Regions from separate parts of the Mus musculus genome. Here region 1 is linked to region 2. The links are chromatin contacts, called in public Hi-C maps. All regions are on one chromosome and are shown on one strand. The core of a region is the stretch at or near the end of the contact, and the rest is flanking DNA. Distances in the headings are between cores, read along the strand shown. Region 1 holds the start of Mnd1 (meiotic nuclear divisions 1). Region 2 has its middle 4.9 kb from the start of Gm30458.

What was found. A called contact is a pair of places that touch in the nucleus more often than the background predicts.
Region 1: a Hi-C map of Th1 cells shows a contact between it and region 2, with 2.7 times the contacts expected there. The contact joins the promoter of Mnd1 here to the enhancer-like site in region 2. A contact is called at or near these places in 12 of 39 promoter capture datasets (the 3T3-L1 cell line, 3T3-L1-derived adipocytes, the C10 cell line and 7 more), 2 of 15 datasets of contacts at CTCF or cohesin (CD8 T cells and large pre-B cells), 4 of 484 Hi-C or Micro-C datasets (CD8 T cells, Th1 cells, epidermal suprabasal cells and 1 more), 3 of 115 datasets of contacts at active chromatin or transcription factors (CD8 T cells, bone marrow-derived macrophages and memory CD8 T cells) and 3 of 9 other capture datasets (adipose tissue, liver and pancreatic islet).

The regions. Positions count from the first base shown.
Region 1 is chr3:84,154,432-84,158,765 of GRCm38.p6, forward strand. Mnd1 (meiotic nuclear divisions 1) reads right to left here and starts at 1,355. Exons shown (of 8, transcript NM_029797.3): 1 at 1,231-1,355. The coding sequence starts at 1,233.
Region 2 is chr3:84,064,439-84,068,761 of GRCm38.p6, forward strand. No RefSeq gene overlaps it. Among named protein-coding and RNA genes, the nearest start is that of Gm30458, 4.9 kb to the left of the region's middle. Within about 2 kb of position 1,638, at least 34 of the 459 cell types and tissues checked have an H3K27ac peak or open chromatin away from gene starts, as enhancers often do. A contact at or near this core is called in CD8 T cells, Th1 cells, memory CD8 T cells and 1 more, where this site is marked.

The sequences.
Region 1 (4,334 bases), core at 105-2,604, 90 kb after region 2:
CTTGTGGTAAAACACAGATGCCTTCAGATTATGAAGGAGACGCAAAGCCATCTGGGGATTACAGGCCTACGTTTGTAATTGTTTACCTGCCAAAGCAAGCCAAATCGAAATAGTAATTCACATTCGGAAAGAGGTCAAAAGTTTAACTTTGACCAGACTAACAGTGAACTTTTTCCTGCTCATATATAAAACTAATAGCAATACCTGCGTGAAGAGTTAAGAGCCATTAAATCCCTTTGGCAGTAGGCAACTGCCCTATAAAGAGGGTTAAATAAGAGGGTGAGGCCGGCACATCAATAATTCCTAGTTCCTTTTAGTCGGGTACTTAAATTCTACAAAGAGAAACATGATAACACCAAACACTGGTAACACTGTTGTTTTGAATCTGGTCCTGGGCTCCTTGGGCCATTGCATGCCCAGGTGGCCCGTCTGTTAGTTTAACCACAAAGAAGCCGTTATCAGTTATAATTACAGCTGGGCAATTTTTTTTTTTTCAAATAAATGCCCAACGACCTGATCCTTGTCCACCCTGTGTGACGACCAAAATTAACTAAATTAAGATATTAAAATCTGGGGTCACTCTAGCGACTCGTTGATACTCTGTCGCCAAAAGTGGAAAGAATGACACAAAACTTTGAAGGTAGTTGAAAAAAAAAAACGATCCAAAGGGCAGAGAGTCATTAAGTCCGAATAGACAACGGCGATTGGTAGTAAACCAGGATTGGCCCGCAGAGAGCAGGGTGGGGTGGGGGGTGGGGGAGGCTGGGGTGGGGGGTGGGGCGTCCTACCCTGCCCTTAAAGGCGGGGGTGCGGGGTGGGGTGGGGGTGTCACTGCCATGATCTAAAGGCGGAGTGATCTGGGCGGCTCCTGTTAGCATACTAAGTACAGTGGTGGGGTGCAGCTGAAAAAGGGGAGCGCCGTGCCAAGCAAGTAAAAGGCCCCGGGTTCTAATTCCAGGAGAACCGAAGGGCACTGAACACTTCAGTGGCCAACTCCGCAGCGCGTGCGCCCTGGGGTTCTCGGTCGGGAGCCGCGGATCGGTCCAACTTGCGGGGCTTCTGGATTCGGTTCTAGAACGCTCCGGTTCGGAACCAGGGCGGCGCAGGCCGCCATCAGGGCTCGGGCGCAGCAGTGGGCGCGGGGCCAACCTCACAAGGCCTGGCCAGGCACAACCCCTGCTGCCGCGGCCCCGAAGCCCAGAGGTGCGCGCGTCGGAGCCTCGCTCTTACCATGCTGCGCGAGGCGGCCTCCCTGTTTGAGTCTGGCGCCAACAACCGCGTGGGGTGGGAAGGACCGGAGGAAGTGCAGGGGAGATGCAACGACCCCTGGCGGCCCTGGTAGGACTGCGGGACCCGAGGGAGGAGCCGAGCCTGGGCGGGGCTTGAGAAGATGGGCAGGGCGGTGAGGGGCGCGGCCTGAAATAATGGGCAGGTCCAGTAGGGGAGGAGCCTGAGATGGGCAGGGCCGGACTGAGACCAGATGGACCAGTCTGGGTTGGGCAGCCTGTAGGCAGAAAGGAAAAGTTGGGGCCTGGCGTGGGAGCTGGAGCAGGGAAGGCTTCTGTTCCCTTCCCGTGCCTCTGGGGTTGCAGAGTTGCTTACTACTTAAGTGTTCAATGTAGCTTTTAGTTTTCTTTTTAAAAGGCAACTTTTGAGTCTTCGCTTTTAAGTGTGTTCTTTTAGCTTAAAAAAAAAAATATGGGGCTTTGGCTGCAAGAAACGAGTACATTTAGAAAAGAAATTCTTTTTCTATTTTATTTTATTTTTGTCTTATTTAATTTTATTATTTGGCTTTTTTGGGACAAGGTTTCTCCGTGTAGCCTTGGCTGCCCTGGAGCTCTCTCTGTAAACCAAGCTGGCCTCGAACTCAGTGATTTGCTTGCTGCTGCTCCCTAAATGCTGGGATTAAAGGCGAGCACCAACCTCTAGCCTTAAAAAGTCCTCTGATACAGAGCGGTGAGAGTGTACAGAGTAGTGCAGGTGTTCTGCATTACAAATGAAACGTAAATATTCTAGTGCTGCTGACTGTCAGACCTTAATAAAGAGTATGTGGGAGCTTTCTAAATTATTTCTTGCAACTACTAGTGAATCTGTCTCTCAAAGTTTCACTAAAACCTTTATTTTATAAGATAGGATAAACGTGATTAGCAAAAATCATCCAAAGCATTTACAAAGGAGAGCAATAGTCGGGGATGGGGGTGAGTATGTATCCAAACCTGCTTGCCATGCTCATACCCTGACAACAGGCATATAGCAGAGATGTTCCTGTCAATTATGTGACACAGAGTTTTCATCACATCCACTTTATTAACGCTTTTCTAGAGTTCTTAATTTGCTCTTTATCACAGTTACTTTTTTAAGTTTTTTTTTCAATCCTAGGTTTTCAGGACAGGGCTTCCTGACAGCAAGTCTCTCTCTCTCTCTCTCTCTCTCTCTCTCTCTCTCTCTCTCTCTCTCTCTCTCTCTCCCTTCCCCCTCCTCCTCTTCCTATGTTATTATTATTATTACAATAAAAATAAGTTTATCCAATCAAGTAACAACTATACAAATGCAAGCAATTTTAGTCATTTTCTTTTTGGTCAACCTATATTAGACCTGAAATCTTTACTGAAAGTTCCCAGGTGATGGTGAAGTGTGGTTGGTTGCTCATCTATGCACATAATTTATGTGTTTTAAAGACTGAGGTCAAAGCACAGAGTCAGTCAAATACTTGAGCAAAAAGTCAACCAATTAGAGCTTCTGTTGTACGGTGAACAGACCAGCTGAGAAGTAAAATGAGCTGTGTCAGTCCCTAGAGGCGTGTGGGCTTATGGAAAGAAACAATCTGAGTGCTGTGTGCTCAGCAGGGTGGGTTAGCCGGGGAACCTTGTCTCTAGAAGGCAAGCAGTTTGCTTTATAATCATCTCGCAAATACCTTTTAAATCCATGCTTTAAAGGAACTGGAATCATTCCTAGCTACTTAAAATACAAACTCTTATGAATGAGCCACAAACATCTTTCCCCAACCTTTCAGACTGTGAGCTCTGAGTCTTGTATGCCGTGGGAGGGAATAGCTGAACAGTTAACTACTTTAAAAGCAAGAGTTTCATCTGCAGAAGATGAGAGGTATCATCTTGTCAAAGATGGGGAACCTTCAGAGCTAACTAGCAGGCTACAATCTGGCAGTCTGTCATATTTCAGCCAAACAGGCCCCAGCCAGTTCTCAGACGGAGTGATGTTTCCTTTCTCTTCTCAGTGGTGTTCTTGTCCCCTATGTGGGTGGGTCTGATTTTGTTCCCGATCATTCTGACAGCTAGCATGCCCACACACTTACTCTTGTTTACCTGGTGTCCCCAATCCCCAGGATGTCACCTGTCAATGATGGCTTCCAACCACTCAGCAGCTGGTGGTGCTGGAAGAATGTTGCCATGCTAGTGGAACAGTGGCTGGGGGGACTGGGACCCCAGTGACTCCAGAGTCTACTAGGCTTCTCCCACTCTAGCTTCTAGCACCCCTAGTAGTCTAGAATCTCCTGGAAGCAAGATCCAGGGTCTCTTTGACTCTACTTCCCCAGGGCTGCGGTCACAAACACACCACCATGTCCAACACTTCATATACATTTTCGGGATGGAATTCAGGTCTTCACACCAACAAAGCAAGCCCTTTACTGAGCTGTAAGTGGTGGAGTGAATAGGTATGGCTCCCATCAACCCTGTGACTGAATGCTTGGCCCATAGGGAGTTGCACTATTTTGTGGATGTGGTCTTGTTGGAGGAAGTGTGTCACTATGGAGGTGGGCTTTGAAGTCTCATACATGTTCAAGCTACATCTAGTGTGACACATAGTCTTTTCCTGCTGCCTCCAGCTCAAGATGTAGAACTCTCAGCTTCTTCTCCAGCACTATGTCTGCCATGATGAGAGTGTACTATAAACCTCTGAAACTGTAAGCCAGACCCAGTTAAATATTTTCCTTCACAAGAATTGCCACTGAGCAGTGGTGGTACATGACTTTAATCCCAGTACTTGGGAGGTAGAGGCAGGTGGATTTCTGAGTTCGAGGCCAGCCTGGTCTATAGAGTGAGTTCCAGGACAGCCAGAGCTACACAGAGAAACCCTGTCTTGAAAAAAAACCCAAAAACTAAAAACAATACAAGAATTGCTGTGGTGGTGTTGTTACAATAGCAACCCTATTTAAGACACTGTTTCTCCAGGCCCCTTTCTACGAAAAAGGGGCCCAGTGTTTTCAATTCACACCAGACCCCATAGATCACGTAGCTGACGTTGTATTCATTTATCTCAAGCCCATAGAATAGGGAGTCGATGTTATTGTTGTTGGTTTAAGTGCTGGAATGAAC
Region 2 (4,323 bases), core at 388-2,887:
AACTCAGAATACTCGGAATTGTTTCAATAACCCCTCCTTCCCACAACCTGATTCCCTTCTTATTTCTCCTATTTTGGCTTCTTGTACAATGTTCAAGCCCACAGTAGAAACCTAGTGACTTTAAACTCTTTCCATTCTCTTAATCTTAATAACAAGACTGAGTTTTCTCTTTAGTAACTGGCCTTCCTCTTTCCACTCACAGAATAGCTAATGGGAACCTCCAAATTCCCTTTTTGCAGTCTGCTGACGCTGGTACCATACATCCCTCTAAAATACAGATTGATCTTCGCTGTTTTAAGTTGCAGCAGAGCCTCTAAGGCTTTCTACACCAACTCTAGACCACAATTCTAGAGCACTGTGCTATTCCTAGCACTCTCTGCAGTGACCTCAAACACCAGGAATGAACTGTCTTCCCTGAAAATCCACTAAACCTTCCAATTCCATGTTCTTGCTGTGCTGATCTGTCTACATGCAGTAACTTGCCCATTTCTTTCTGATATTCACAATACAAAACAGTCACGATTAATATAAACATAGTTATGTGCTTCATTAAGCTTCCCTAAACTATATCTTTATCTATCTATCTATCTATCTATCTATCTATCTATCTATCTATCTATCTATCTATCTATCTATCTCACCAAGAACAGCACAGTGGTGAAGCTAGATAAGCATAGACTTCAATAATTGCACAAGTGGTGAGTGCCAGAGGCCTGATACCTTACCTGGTAAAGTCTTCTGCAGCTCTCAGAAGAAGTCAATATTCTTCTAAGGCAGATTTGCCTGTTCACTCGTCTGTATTGACCTAGGCAGAGTTCACTACTCTCTCTTCTATGTGTCCTTCAAATAGAATTCATTGCTCTTTTGCTTCCTTCCCTTCCTCTTGCCTTTTTGTAAATTATTTTTCTGGTGCTGGGGATGGAAACTAGGGCTGGCTTTGCTTATGTCGGGAAATGCCCTACCAGTGAGCTGTAAGGACCCCTCTGTACAGGGGTCATGTAGGGAGAGCGCATGAGCATCAGTAACCTGTAAGATGGTCCTGATGTTGGCCTTACTCCTGAGAGAGGGCCTGAGCATCAGTAAGTAGTAAGGTGGTCCTGATGGTGGCCTTGATACTTGAATGGTACTCTTGAGATGCTTGAATGACCTTGTTTCCGTTTAGTTTTCATGCATATTTTGGACATTTCTGAACAAACAGGCAAACCAGCAACAATCACTCAGGAATGTAAAATTGAATTTGCTCTGATAAATGTAGCTTAACAGAACCGCCCTCCCTCCCTTAACCATTGGGACATACTGTCTGAACCATGAAGAACCAGTTTGACTTCATCTGGACTGATTTTTAAGATGAGACCAGATAAAGCTAAGGTGGCAGAGAGATAGATGATAAAACTCAGAGGGTAGAAGTGAAGCCAGGGGCCACACCAGAACCTATGTTCTTCTCACACTGGTGTCTCTAATCCAGAGCCTCTTCTGGGAAACCCTGGGTGAGTTTTGTTTTAAGTAGTTTACAGACGCAACTACCAGATTTCAAAGCTCAAGTGATATAAATAACTTGGGGTGGGTTGACAGAAAACCCGTGAGAACCCCCACAGCAACTGTGTGGGCAAAGGCATCTCTTCACAGCAGAACGGAAATCACTTAGCAGAACAAAGTGCAGGATCAACCTAACCACGGTCCCAAGATGGTAAGAGACCAGAGAGGAGCAGAGAACTGGTAACACAAACACACACACACACACACACACACACACACACAGGTCTGGATTGCTCACTGTCAATATCAAAGTGAGGTTGTTGACTAAAGGGCTCCTAAGCATCATCCTTTGAATAAGACATATAAAAAGTAGAAAATAGAAAGTAATCTCAATGAACATTAAGATATTTTGAAATAACAGCAACAAAAAATGTCCTTTAACCACCAACAGTCTACCTGCAAATGGTAAATATTTTTATATTGTCTCTATACTGAAGCCCTAAGATCGAACCTATCCTATGTTAAGTATATGTTCTACTATACTTTCAGATACATATTTGTACATATTATGTATACATACCTTATATATACACTAAACGTGTACATGCATGTGTGTGTGTGTATGAATGCATTTGCCCACAGAAGAGGGTGCTGGAGCTGGAGTCACAGCTGATTGTGAGACACTCTATGTGGGCGCTGTGAACCCAACTCAAGTCCTCTTACGAGAACAGTACTCAATCTTACCTGAGCCATGTCTGACATCCCATAGTATTTTTTTTTTTTTGAGGCACGGTGTTATGTAACCCAGACTGACCTTAAACTCACAAGCCACAGGCCTCAGCCTTCAAAGTTGCTAGGATTACAAAAAGTTGCACACACAGGCACACACAAGAGAGACAGACAGACAGACACAGATACATATATACATCATGAAAGACAAGCAACAGCTAGCCCATTACCAAATGTTAAGTAATGACATTTGTAGAAAACGTATTTCAAAGCACCTAAAATATAAAATCCCCCTACTTTTGTAAATCTCTGGTACTATTCTTGGTTTCCCTAAAAAGCAAAGGTCTACTAAGAGGAGAAAAGGAGACTGTAGGACTTGGGTTTCCTCCCTCAGGACAGAGTGTTGGGGATAGAGCCCAAGCCCTTGTGTGTGCTAAGCAGCCATTCCACAACCCAGTGGCACTCTGAGCCCTAGACAGGTTTCAGACTGAAAGTGAGGGGCAGAGCCACAGACACAAACTGGTAATCAGTGACTATCTCTTGGCGACCTCCACACAGAATTTCATTCAAGGCTGGGGGAAAACAACCATATTGTTGGGCAGGTAAAACAAAGGTATCCCTCCTCACTTACCAGCCAAAGCATCTGGACTTAGCGTCTTGTCACTGAGATTAAAGAACTCCTCCCTAGCCGGGACAGTCCCAGGCACTCAGGAGACTGACCCAGGCAGAGAGATGGCTGAGCTCAGGGAGCCCAGAACTAGCTTGGGCAATACCTTGAAGTTTCATCTCAAACAACAATAAAACAAAAATGAAAACCAGGAAAACGGCCCAAGGGAGAGCGTAAAGAGGGCCCGGTGTGACCATAACCTGGAGGCTGCCTCCAACCTCCTCTGCAAGTTCATGAATTCAAATATACCTGTTCACTGATCCAACAACTTAAAACACAACACAAATACATAGGTTTTGAGTTTTAAAAATACTTTTTTTTTTTAAGATAGAGTCTCACACTATTGATCGGGTTGACCTTGAACTCACAGAAATCACCTGAGAGCTTTGATAAGGTACGAACCAGCACACAGAGACATAAACTTTTAATTAATTCTTTGACAATTTCATACAATATATTTGAATCCTATTCATTCTTCCAACTCCTCTCAGATTCTCCCCCACCCAGCCCTACCTACCCAACCTCCTTGTATCCTCCTTTAAAAACAAAAAACAAAAAAAACCTCATCAACTCCAATGTATGCAACCCACATACTCCAGGGGTGCACTCATCCACTGGAGCATAACCTACCAAGGCCTTCACCCTTCCCTCCCTCCCTACCCCCTCCCTCCCTTCCAGCAGCCTCCAATTGCCAATAGCTCCTCAAGTGGGAATGGGACCTGTGCCCACCTCACCTCTCTGTATTGGAATCTTGTCTGGCTTGAGTTTGGGCAGTCTGGTGCATGCTGCCACAACACTGTGAGAAGGTACGTGCACTGCCCTGTTGTGTCTGCAAAACACCGCCTCAGCTTCTTCAGTCTCTCCACCCGCCATGCCACAAAGTCTAGGGAGGGGCAAGTGTGAGATGGATAATTTTCAAAAGAGAGATTTGTATACCCCACATTTCCCTCAAAAAGTACAGTCTTGTTCTGCCTTAAAATGGAAACGTTGACATGTTCTTACAGCATAGATGATCTGTATGCTAAATTAACCAGTTCCAAAGAACAAACATTGCATGACGCCATTTAATATGGAAGGAACTTAGTTAATTCAAAAATAAAGTAGAAAGGTCATTGCCAGCAGCTGCAGAAAGCTAAGGACTAGCTTTTCTTAATTGAATGTTTATATTTTGTTTTATTATTTTATGTGCGTGAGGGTTTTGCTTACTGTATGTATTAGTACTACATGTGTGTCTGGTGCCCAGAGATGTCAGAAGAGGGCACTGGAGCTAATGGAACTGGAGTTAAGAATGTTAAGGTAGTGGTGAACTACCATATGGGTGGCAGGAACTTGAATCACTGTCCTCTGGAAGAGCAGCAAGTGCTATTAACTGCTAAGCCGCCATGCCAGGCCCTGCGAGCTATTTTTAATGAGCACCCGAGTTTCATCTGGAGAAGATGAGAATGTTCCTG